Regions from separate parts of the Mus musculus genome. Here region 1 is linked to region 2. A link is a contact called in public Micro-C data. All regions are on one chromosome and are shown on one strand. Each heading gives the region's core, a stretch centred on a gene start, on an enhancer-like site or on the middle of the called end of the contact. The rest is flanking DNA. Distances are from core to core; before and after follow the strand shown.

Region 1 (6,074 bases), core at 3,074-5,573, 92 kb before region 2:
AGTAAGTCCTATTGTTATTTTCTGGACTTGTTCTGTGTGGCTCGTCACTAGGAGAGGCTAAGAATCTGGCAGCTATTTAGACCACACAGCGACTGTCTCAGGAGTCCCGCTTTGGCTCTGAAAGCCTAGAGGATTCCTGGATAGCTTCTGGTCTTGAGTCTACACTGGACTCCCCAGGACGTCGGCGCTAATATTGGTGATAGACTGCTGCCGCAACAATGCTAAGGGGAACACTCCCTACTTCAAATGGTGTGATCAGGAAACCCCTCACAGGAGTGAGCACCCTGCAGCTTGTGTTTTAATTGACTTCAAGTTCAGCCATCACACTCACAATCCAGGATAAGTCACCATGAGGACACCACGTGGCTCAAAGCTCAAATAGTATGCACACTTCTCTTCTGCATGTCACCTAGTGCACTTCAGCCTTCCCCGGGGACTGCCCTTCCATAAAAGTAAATACTCAAAGCACTGTTTTAACTACAGTGAATAAAGACAAATGCAACCAGGCCAGATGACATCTATTTTCTTATTTTAAGGAATTTTATGTGCTCGTAAAAGTGCGTGGGCCTGGTACCTATTGGTCCTAAACAGGTAAACTGATCCTAGTTTTGTCTGCTTAAGAATTACCTGGAATACATTCACTTCACAACATCCCCTTTGCTTGCCCTTTTGCTTTGTTTAAATTGGTAACAGGTGTAACTGAAATGTTTTAATTTGATTGTTAAGCCTTTCTGTTCCATGATCTTTGAAATAAGGCATTAGACGTTTGCTTGGCTATGATAAAATATATGACCAAACTTCAGGGAGGAAAGTGGTCTTTTTGCTTATTGGTTTGGAGTTTTCAGAGAGAGAGAGAGAGAGAGAGAGAGAGAGAGAGAGAGAGAGAGAGAGAGAGAGAAGAAGAAGGAGGAGGAGGAGGAGGAGGAGGAGGAGGAGGAGGAGGAGGAGGAGGGAGGGGGAGGGAGGAGGGGGGAGGGAGGAGGGGGGGACCTGACACAGCTCCCAAGAATATGACCCCAATGATCTAATCTTATAACTAGGCTCCACCTTCTAAAGTGTCTGGAGTCTCTTAATGCCACATACTGGAGACATGAGCTTGGAAGGGGTGTGGGGAATACTTTGTATCTAAACCGTAAGTAGCAGCTGGCCTGGGAGTACACTGTATAGAAACATTGCATCAGAGAAGTTCCTGTGAACTGCTCAAAACCAAATGTTTGCACGTCCACCTGGCAAAGAAATTATCCCAACTTTGACCTGATAAAAGGATATCTGTTATTTTTGGGATAGCATTGGAAATGTAATTGAGGAAAATACGTAATAAAAAATATTATTTTTAAAAAAAGGATATGTTTAATTCCAATACAGAATTTTATACTGTTAGAAGTTAATATCTGGAAAATATCAAATTTATTCTCCATTTTATAACAAAATTCATAATTATATAGTGGGAATGGTTTATAATGACTTTTTGTGTGGAGTCTTGACAGCTTTTAGTAATTTAGGGTAAGGTTTTGCAAACAGTGATTCAGGATTTTGCCATCATGGTTTTTAATGACTACACTTATTTGGCAAAAACGTTAAGTCATTCTTTTTCTAATAGTCTGATTTAATGACTTGATGTCTTTGCTCACTAAATGGATATTTTTAATAAACTGAAATGAACTAAATATGTAGCACTACTCTTTAAATGTACACTCACAGATACACACACACACGCACACGCACACGCACACACACACACACACACACACACACATAATTACCAAAAATGTCAATGTTAGCAGCACATGTTTAGTTTCTGTGGCTTAGAAACATATTTTGACATTGAGGTTTTGGACATCTCTAATATTTCTCTTTCTTCTTAGAGCCACCTTCTCACTTTCTCTATTCAGATTCTTTTGTGCTCCCATACACGTTTTAGGATTTCCCCCTAGTTCTATGGTAAGTGTCTTTAAAGTTTTATTTTTTTAATTTTTAAATTTTTTATTGTTTAATTTTATTTAATCTTTTTTACAGTCCAGATTTTATCCCTCTCCCAGTCCACCCTCTGACTGTTCCACATCCCATACCTCCTCTCCACCCCGTCTCTATGAGGATACCCCCCACCCTGACTTCTGACCCTCACACCCCACCAGACCTCTAAACTCCCTGGAGCCTCAAGTCTCTTGGGGGTTAGGTGGATCTTCTTTGACTGAGTCGATACCCGACAGTCCTCTGCTGTATATGTGTTGGGGCCTCATATCAGTTAGTGTACACTGCCAGGTTGGTGGCCCAGTGTCTGAGAGAGCTCAGGAGTCCAGGTTTGTTGAGACTGCTGGTCCTCCTACAGGGTTATCCTCCTCCTCAGCTTCTTGATTGATTTTAGCGCTAGAGTCACCTTTGTAATATTCTGTGTGGTGACTTACAGTCTGTCTGGACAGTTTTACTTTGGGAGGTTCTCATGGAGCAGTCTACTGTTCAGGTCAGAAAGGTATCTATCAGAAAGGACAGAGAAAATTGCTATGACCACAATGACATTAAACTGTGCAAGATATAGAAACATATGTTAGAAGAATTAAAGCTGAGTAAGTCTGCACCTGACCGTAGAACAGAAAAGAACAAATGAACGTAGAGTGCGATGAAGTTCAAGTTTATTTAGGGTACACACAGAAACAATAGATAAAGGGAAAAGGCAGGGAGATGGGACAGAGGAGATGACTGGCGAATGAAAGACGGGAAAAGAGAAGAGGGATGGAGGAGAACGTTAGAGGAAAGGGGAAAAAGTCTAAAACATAAACAAGTGCCCAATAATGAAAACACTCAAATATAACAATGTGAGGGAGAATTCTAAAGGTTCTAAAATATTCTTCAAAACCCATTAAGATAATTCAAAAATATTGCTAAAAGTTCAGAAATTGAAAAGGGGGAAACACAAGTCAAATTTTAAAAAGTAACCCACTATTACACCAGTGGGTGTGTCTTGTCAGGCCAGCCATTGTAGCTCCCAGGTTCATGGCTGGATAAGATGGACACGTCCTTTCATCTTCTGGTAGCGTGCACAGCACCTTCCAGTGCCATGAAAGCTACTAGGGATACAGCATCCGGATGAGCACCAGCTGTTTTTTTGCCGTGCTCTGTGATTCCAGTATGTAGTGTCTTCAGCACTAGCATCTTGCCATCAGGTGCTGAAGAGCATTGGCAGTTGCCTGTAATGTTCAGGGGTCTTTGGGCCTCACTGGCCAACAGGGAACTACAAAAGAAGGAGCCCGTTCCTGGCTATTTGCTATTCTTGGTGTCTAGACAGGGCATTGATATGTCTATCATATATCACATAATTATATAATATATATTATATATATCATATATCATATTATAGGGTAACTCCATTTTAACTGTGTGTGTGAGAGAGAGAGAGAGAGAGAGAGAGAGGAGAGAGTTTTTATGGCAGTGGGTTTCCGTATACCCTTTTTAGTGTTTACCCCTCTTTGTATTCCTTCTACCCTGTTACCCCTTTGCCATCTCAATTTAACACTACCTGTTCTATTATTCACTTTAAAAGTTGATGCCAGTGTAATAGTGCCTTGAACATCATGGGAGTAACTACTTTGCAATTGGATTTAAGCCCCACTCTATAAGGTGAAGACCATACCTGTCTTGATGACCAGGCCAGGAACCTATAGGTAGGTGGGTCATGGTTACTAGGAGGAACCTATTACTGTTACTCTGCTAAATGGACACATTAAGCCAACTCCTAATTACTTGTCATCAATGCATCTCTTAATTCCCATCAGAGCTGTGAATGGTGATTGACACAGAGATACATAACTGGGCAGGCTGTAGGGAACAAGAGACGGTAGAACGTTTAGTCCTAAAGAGAACATCTATGCAGTACTGCCTTCTCCCAGAGCTCAGGGTTTGTTTTGGAAGAGGAGGCCGAAGCAGTAGATGACTATATGGGAACAGAAATCAGCATCTTCTGAACACAGCAGGGCAGCTGCACTGTGAGCCTCACAGTGATTGTGACACACACAAGACTGACACAAGCTCAAGAGAGAGGAACCCGTGTGGAGAGGGGAACTGGGCACCAAGTCCCACTTCTAGCTGAGGAGTTATTTGCAGTTGATAGCTGCGGGGAGAGGATCAGCTACTCTGAGAGCAGCTCCTTGTAAGTTGGCTACATCCCAGTGTAGCCACAAGTCCAAAAAATATTTGGACAGTACAAATTGGTAGTGATCAATTTTAAAAAGGACACAAAATTGAGTGGCCGGGGAAGCGAGTAGATCTGGAAAGAGGTGGAAGCTGTGAATATGACCAAAACACATTGCACAAAATTAGAACATATTAGGCAATAAAAAGGGGAAATAAAGGTTTCCTAATTACATATTTAACACAGTGACCCACAGCTAGCCAAGCTGCAGAAGAAAAAAAGACTGTGAAATTGTCATCTCTAAAGGAACATGTATATATACACTCTTCCAAAGGCTCAGGGAAGAGGGGGCCAAAAGAGTATAGAAGCACAGGTGATGGATGGCTACAAGAAAACAGATTCTAGACACAGCATGGCTGTAACAGATATGAATGCACAGCAGTTGGAGCCGAGTGCACAAAACCAGTGTAAATCCAAGCCAGATGATAGCCCAGCATGGAGAGTTGGGCACACCATCCTATCCCTAGCTGTAGAGCTACAGGCAATTGTTAGGGACTAGAAGGAGAGACAGCTTTTTCTAATGGCGTAGCCCCTGGCAAGTGGACCACTCTCTAGTAGAAGGACACACACCCAAGAATATTTGGCCACTACAAAATGGTCTTGTAGGATTAAAAGATGTAACACAGGATTGGTAGGGAAGGGCGGAATGAATCTGTGATAAGTTGGAGGAGGGGTAAATGTGACTATGATCTAAGCATGTTGTACAAAGCTCTCAAGTAAAAATATGTAATATTTGTAAAGATGAATATACTAAGAGAAATATCAAGTAAAATCAGTTCTGGGCGTGCAGTTAAAAATCACAGGCCGGGCAGTGGTGGTGCACGCCTTTAATCTCAGCACTTGGGAGGCAGAGGCAAGCAGATTTCTGAGTTCAAGGTCAGCCTGGTCTACAGAGTGAGTTCCAGGTTAGCCGGGGCTACACAGAGAAACCCTGTCTTGAAAAACCAAAAAAGAAAAGAAAAGAAAAGAAAAGAAAAGAAAAGAAAAGAAAAGAAAAGAAAAGAAAAGAAAAGAAAAAGCAAGAGAGATAGCACTGTGGGTTAGTGTAGCTTCTTTATGAACCTTTGAAAATTGGATCCTGCCAGTTATATGCACAATGGGGGAGAGGTTTGAATAAACCTGGGTACTCTTTGTCTTTCCTATGATTTATGCTGGTGTTGAGCCTGTACTGGACAAATGTTTGGTGTTTGCCAGAGATCTTTTCCCTGTGTGTACCAGAGACCAGATGGTTACATTCAGCTTTCCAGCCTATGGATTGGGCTGGGGTACCCACATTTCAGGATCACCCAGACTCTGTCTCCCTGGGACTAGAGAAAGCAAGCACAGCAGTGAGATCTGCAGGAGCCTGAAGACCCAGTCTCAGTGTTTTCAAAACCCACTAAGCACTAATCACCCTGCTGGGTGTAGATGTCAAGGAGCCTGCTGTGGGCTTATGGCTTTTGGATTCTAGAGCTGTGAGAGCAAGCAGGAGACTCCAGAGGCTGACCTACTCTCTGACCTTAGGTTTAGGAATACCAGAGTCCAGATTCACTCTAGGTTAACGCAATCTGCTTGCAGCATCAAGGGCAGGTTGCTGCCTGCCTGAGCCATACCTCCACCTGTTGGCTCTTTTTAACTTGTTAGCATGGAGTCTTCCCACTCTCCCAACAGATTCCCATCCTAGAGATGAGAAGGGAGAAAGAAAGCCTAATTTCATGTGCAGAACCTGCTATCCAGTTCTGCCTCTCTGCCCCCTGGACATATGGGTGTCTCTTATTCTCAGTGCCCTTAAGGGAGCTAAGTTTTAAAGAAATGTTTGAGGTAGTGTCCAGTGACTGACCTCCAAGTCATAGTGATCAAAAGGTTTTCCCCTCCATTGTGGAGCCAACTGCCAGAGGAAGTGCTAGCT
Region 2 (6,317 bases), core at 389-2,888:
AACAGAATGTGTAACCAACTTAGGCATGAGAGAGTTTCCTAGTAACAGCAGAAACAACATATGAGAGAATTGCCTTATAATATTAGCAACAGCACAAAATGGCAGACTAGCCAGGTAATTGTTACCTCGGCTTTAACATTCCTTCTAAGACTTAATATTTTACCTAGACCTTAACAGATATAACCTTCAAGGATTTATCCTAGTGATATACTTCAATAGGTAGGCCTTGTATCCTAAAGGTCCCGCAAACTACCAAAAACAGAGCCATCAGCTGAGGACCTTATATCCAAGTAGTTCCACAAACTACCAAAGTAACACCACCACCATGCTCAGACGCCCGAGCCTGTGTGAGAGATTTCACATTCAAACCGTAATATCCAGGATATCAAAGGCAAAGGTTTAGTAAGGGTTCTTCCAGGACGTCAGTTAATGAGTCTTAATGAGGGCTGCTAACTTTATGAGTTAGAGGTGTCCTTGTTTCTCTCTCATTTGGACCTCACCTGCCCTGCTTATTCAACAATGAGACACTATAACATCGCCTCACTTCCATGTTCCAATTTCCACTAGGGAAAATCTGACTCAGATTGGGTTAAATGAAGAGGTCTGTTTGGTTCATACAATTATCCTATGCCGAGACTCACCACTTTAGGAGTCAGTGTCAGGTTTCAGGTTCTTTTTTTTTTTTAAGGTATTTAGCTCATTTACATTTCCAATGCTATACCAAAAGTCCCCCATAACCCCCCCCCACTCCCCTACCCACCCACTCCCCCTTTTTGGCCCTGGCATTCCCCTGTACTGGGGCATATAAAGTTTGCAAGTCCAATGGGCCTCTCTTTGCAGTGATGGCCGACTAGGCCATCTTTTGATACATATGCAGCTAGAGACAAGAGCTCCGGGGTACTGCTTAGTTCATATTGTTGTTCCACCTATAGGGTTGCAGTTCCCTTTAGTTCCTTGGGTGCTTTCTCTAGTTCCTCCATTGGGGGCCCTGTGGTCCATTCAATAGCTGACTGTGAGCATCCACTTCTGTGTTTGCTAGGCCCTGGCATAGTCTCACAAGAGACAGCTATATCTGGGTCCTTTCAGCAAAATCTTGCTAGTGTATACAATGGTGTCAGCGTTTGGAAGCTGATCATGGGATGGATCTCTGGATGTGAGGTAACCCAATCACAAAGGAACTCTCACAATATGTACTCACTGATAAGTGGATATTAGCCCAGAAACTTAGGATACCCAAGATATAACATATAATTTGCTAAAAACATTAAACTCAAGAGAACGAAGACCAAAGTGTGGACACTTTGCCCCTTCTTAGAATAGGAAACAAAACACCCATGGAAGGAGTTACAGAGACAAAATCTGGAAGTGTGACGAAAGGATGGACCATCTAGTGATTGCCATATCCAGAGGTTTCAGGTTCTTTAAGCTTTCTTCTCTTCTACTTGTTGCTACTTCCTGGTAACAAACTGACCACAAATATTTCAGGCATCTTTGTGGCACATTGTATCACCACCAGGAGGCAGAGAAAGAGCCTTTTGGGCATGTAAGCAGCTCAAGTCACATACCTACCACTGAGCCACTCATTGCAGCCAGGAGACTAAGCTGACTAATTTAGCAACTAACTGCATATTCCATCCCTTGAGCTAAAACCATACTTGCGGCCTTTAGTCATCCCCAAAGAAGCGTCTCTTTGGTAAGCAGAGCTACACGACTCACAGGAATGTGTCTGTGCCCTGGCTCCTACCCAATTTTGCCAGTGAGCCCCTTGCCCTGGTATTCGGGGAGGTAGGAAATACCAGAGATACTTACAGGGTCACTAAAAACTAAAGTTCATTGTCGCGGTGATAGTACAGGAGGAAACAAACCAAACGCCCCCCTCTTCGTTTTTATTTAGCATTTTGTAAATCTCGCTTACTCTGGTGTAAACCTCAAAGAGGAAGGACAGTTCAGTAATGACTGAAGTGGAATTTCCCATAGGTCAGCATGTGGTCTGGAAGCTATAGCTGACAAAGATAATGCAATTGTGTGTGTGTGTGTGTGTGTGTGTGTGTGTGTGTGTGTGTTACCAACAGAGCCTGATGCCACCATGTAAGCTACAATGAATTTCATGGGTCTGTGGACTATTAAAAATCAGGAGGGGGTGTCAGAGGAATGGTTCACAGATTTAAGAGCACTGGCTGCTCTTCCAGAGGGTGCGTTTCTCAGCTCACAGTCATCTGTGAGTCTAATTCCGGGGGATCTGATTTTACTCAGGCACCAGGCACACATGTATAATGCACAGACATACATAGGCAGGCAAAGGAAAAACAGTTTTCCTGAGTCAGGCTGGTGGTTGGGATTCCATGCTGAGCACGCCCACTACTCCCAAGGCTAGAGAACTGAATCATCGGGCACGCCTCTACTACTTTACTCCGACAGACAGTAAAGACGTCGAGGTCTTCTAGAGGGAAAATTATTTCAAACTTATTTTCCTTGTGATCTTTACAACTTTCAGCTCAAGAGGGGTCCAAGCCATAGGCTCGCTAGGGTCCTCATTCCCTCAAAGCTACCTTGATGTACAACACTCTAGGCTTTCAGCGGCCCGGAGACCTTCATGGCAGAGGCCTGCCTCAGTGGGCCACAGGGCTACACAGGCTGAGTCTCCCTCAGAGGAGCCTGAGCTTCAGCTGTAAGGAGAGAGCCCCAGCCATCCTTAGTCTTGTTTATTCCCCCCTTCCTGCCAGGCTTCAACCGGGACAGAACCCTGTCTATTGGAAATGAAATTTCCATACAGAAGGAGAAAATCATTTTTTTCCTGTAATTTGTAAAGCTTGTGAAAAAGACACTATCATGATTTTTAAATCAAGTAGTGGGACATTTAAAAAAGCAATAAAGATATTTTCATAAAAAACTTTCAGCTTAAATGTGAATATCCATAAAGGATTTTGGAATCATGCCAACACACACACACATACACACACACATACACACACACACACACACACACACACACACAGAGAGAGAGAGAGAGAGAGAGAGAGAGAGAGAGCAATTGAAACTGAATCATTATCCTTACTCCACAATAATTGTAACAACTCATGAGATCATCCAGGTGAAGGTAGGAGCTATTCTGAAATTCCAACCACAGCTTTCAGTTGCCATCAGCCACATCTTAGTGTCAGCAAGTCTTGGAGACAGGATCAGAAATTTTAGGATGATTCTGAAATGAATTCTTTTAGAAGGATATTTATAGGCTCAGTCAAATATCCAAGAACTTTAAAATACTAAGATCTGGAAATATTTTCATGGCATGGTAAAGTTAGAAAAATGTCTTGGTTTTGGATTTTTGAAATAGCTCACATTTCCCAATTAATGAGGTGTATATTTTTATTTGAAAGCTGGAATTGAACAACATGGAGGCCGTAGTTCATTCATCTATTTCTAGTGTACATGAAGTTTGTTAGTGTGTGTGTGTGTGTGTGTGTATGTGTGTAAGAGATATTTGTGTGGTGTCTGTAAGAGTATGTGTCTGAGCATGAGTGCAAAGAAGCCAGAAGACACTGGGGATCCTCGTCTCTCACTTTCTGCTTTATCCCTTCAAAGCATGGTCTCCCTGCATCTGGAGCCTGTGTGTTTCAGTCTCAGTGGTCCACTTATTTCCAACCTTGCTGCAACATCAGCATTCCAAGCACACATGAAACCACACCTGACATATTACATGGGTGCAAGGATTCAAACTCAGGTCTTTTGAGTTGTACAGCAAAGGCTGTTAATTTCCTTGCCATCTCTACAGCCCCTGGTTTGCTTCTTGAACACCGAATTGAAACATCATTTGAGGAACTGTAACCTACTTTGAACGTGTAAATAGCCATTGGTGTTTTGTGAAAGGCGTCTGAAAATTATAAGCAGAAGAAAAACAGGTCGCAGGCTATTATATGTTTAATTATACGCAAAAGCTGCTAAATTAGAACATGATGACATTACTGTTCTTTGTCGGAGGACGGATTTAAGCGTTTCAAAATAACAGATGCCAGTTTGTGTGAGCTGTGATCTAACAATAATTAAAAATTTAAAACTGCAAATATACTGAATTGCATCTTGAGCTCAGCACAGTCATTTCATAATAGCAGGTTCACATGCAAACTGCCTACAACAGTTTAATCTTATAAATACACACATTCAAAGTTGGCTAGCCCTATAATCTTAGATTTATTCACTTTATGTGTAATGAGTGTTTTTTTTTTCCTGCGTGTATGTGTGCCTGATGCCCTTGGAGATCGTATGATTCTCTGGAAGTGGAGTTACGGATACTTGGGAGCTCCTATGTGAATACCTGGAAACCAAACCCAGGTCCTCTGCAAGAGCAACAAGTGCCCGTAACCACTGAGCCAGCTCAAAGTCTGTAACCCAGCTTCTCAGAGAGAAGGACGGAATATGGGTGTGTTTTCTCTTTTATTTTTAGGTTACAGGAGGTGTTTGCTGTTTGCTTGGATTAAAAAAAAATACATCTTAGGTCACTTTGTGAGCTGTGGTGAACACATACCTGCAAAATTCTGTGCTAGAACGTGATTGCCCCCTCGTGGTCACAATAGGGACTAGCCCTGCTCATCACCAAATGAGAGAAAAGAACAATCTTTACTTCACTCAGTATCTGACCTGCTTTTGTGGTTTCTAATTCTTAAGATCGCATGCACTCAGCTAATGCAACTAATACATAGTTTATCTCAATGTGGCCCATCTTCAATATATTAGGAGGACCAAAAAACAAAAAATAAAGTAAAATGAAGAAAAGAAAAAAGTATGGTGTTTAATTGTTTTCCCCGTCTTTTACTTGAATTGAATTGGGTTTATGCTAGGAATAAATAATACTTTAAAAATACAGCTTGTATTTTGTATTCATGAAACATCGATTTCCTCTTTCCAAGGTGTCTGCCTAGGAAATTTATATAAACAACTAACTTAGGACTACATTTTCTAGAATTGTACAAGGAAAAATAAGGATAGATGCTTTTTAAAAAAACAACTCCTCATCTGTGGGAGGGGAAAACTAGGAGGAGGGGTGAGAGGAGAGGCTACCATCAGGATGTATTATATTAGAGAAGAGTAAATATAATAAAGGAGAAAATTAGAATGTGGTAAATGTACTTATCAAATAGAGTCTCATATCTTGAGGGGGTGAAAATGTCTGTGGCTGAAAGCATTCTAATGTATACAATATATTTATTTTACTATTCTGAATAGAAAATAAAATATTGGGGGTGGGTGGGAAATAAAATAAACACACCCTTATCAGCAACTTTCAGGGAGAAAGAATAGAAAGACGGACTAGGGAAGGAAAAGATTTGAAATGTTTCCCTCAGCTGCTGATTGATAAATGACCAAATGAACCCAAATGGTGCATTACTTCGGATGTTATTTTAATTTTCTTTTATTTTTGTGAGAGAGAGCAAGTTTGTTGGCTGTGTCTATGCATTTGTATTCAGCAGTGGCTCTCTTTTTCAAGAATTCTTTTTATTTCATAAAGGGTTCCCAGCATAGATAAATCTACTTATCACAAAGCCTTCTTGGGTCAGCATCCATTGCTACAGTAACAACTGTTACCATAGCAACTGGGAATGGGTTTAGGTAGGAGACAACAGGGCCCAGTACATGGATAAGAGAATGGTGAAACTGGGATTTGAAAATCAGGCCCTCAGAATCATAGAATTGATAAAGATAAAGAGATCCCTATGTGCTCTGTATCATGGATTCCAGTTTGAAATCAAACTCACCTAACTAAAAATAAATAAATCAGGTAAACAAAATCAACAGAGGTAACTGGTAAGTAGCGATTTAATCATTACTCTAAAGAATAGGCACCAGCGTCCGTGGAAGCCTTCTGTTAGCTTGGTGGTTGAGAGAAGGAGAAGAAACGCATCAGTTTGTACAAAAAAATTTGCTACAGATGTTGTTCGGGAGATGAAATATAATTTGGACAACACAAGGAGTTAATTATTTATATATCTTTCCACTCATGAAAATTCCCTAAATAAGGCAGGGAAGTAGAGGCAAAAATCAAACAACGACCTGCATATAGTCTTTTCTCTGCCTATCTAAAAAATGTACTTTAAAAAATCAATCTGAATAAAAAAACAAAAGTCACGTGCAAATTAAAATGAATATCTACCTGTATGGTGATACATTTAGTGTATCTTCTCTGAGTGGGGAATGCCCAAGAGCTGGAGTATTGAGAATTTCCCATAGACCCAGAAAACCTTGAATCTTCTTAAATGCCAGTGTTTGACCATCTGGAGAGTATAACAGCCATGTCCTGGAGCCAGCTCCAATGGCTCTCCTTC

What was found. Hi-C and Micro-C count contacts between places; a contact is called where the count stands out from the background.
Region 1: a contact with region 2 is called in a Micro-C map of macrophages, with 5 times the contacts expected there. The contact joins two enhancer-like sites. A contact is called at or near these places in 1 of 39 promoter capture datasets (embryonic stem cells), 1 of 15 datasets of contacts at CTCF or cohesin (the NIH/3T3 cell line), 3 of 484 Hi-C or Micro-C datasets (bone marrow-derived macrophages, macrophages and nephron progenitors) and 1 of 115 datasets of contacts at active chromatin or transcription factors (bone marrow-derived macrophages).

What each region holds. Positions count from the first base shown.
Region 1 is chr12:98,373,665-98,379,738 of GRCm38.p6, reverse strand. No RefSeq gene overlaps it. Among named protein-coding and RNA genes, the nearest start is that of Gpr65, 110 kb to the right of the region's middle. Within about 2 kb of position 4,323, at least 38 of the 459 cell types and tissues checked have an H3K27ac peak or open chromatin away from gene starts, as enhancers often do. A contact at or near this core is called in bone marrow-derived macrophages and macrophages, where this site is marked.
Region 2 is chr12:98,278,947-98,285,263 of GRCm38.p6, reverse strand. No RefSeq gene overlaps it. Among named protein-coding and RNA genes, the nearest start is that of Gpr65, 13 kb to the right of the region's middle. Within about 2 kb of position 1,638, at least 137 of the 459 cell types and tissues checked have an H3K27ac peak or open chromatin away from gene starts, as enhancers often do. A contact at or near this core is called in bone marrow-derived macrophages and macrophages, where this site is marked.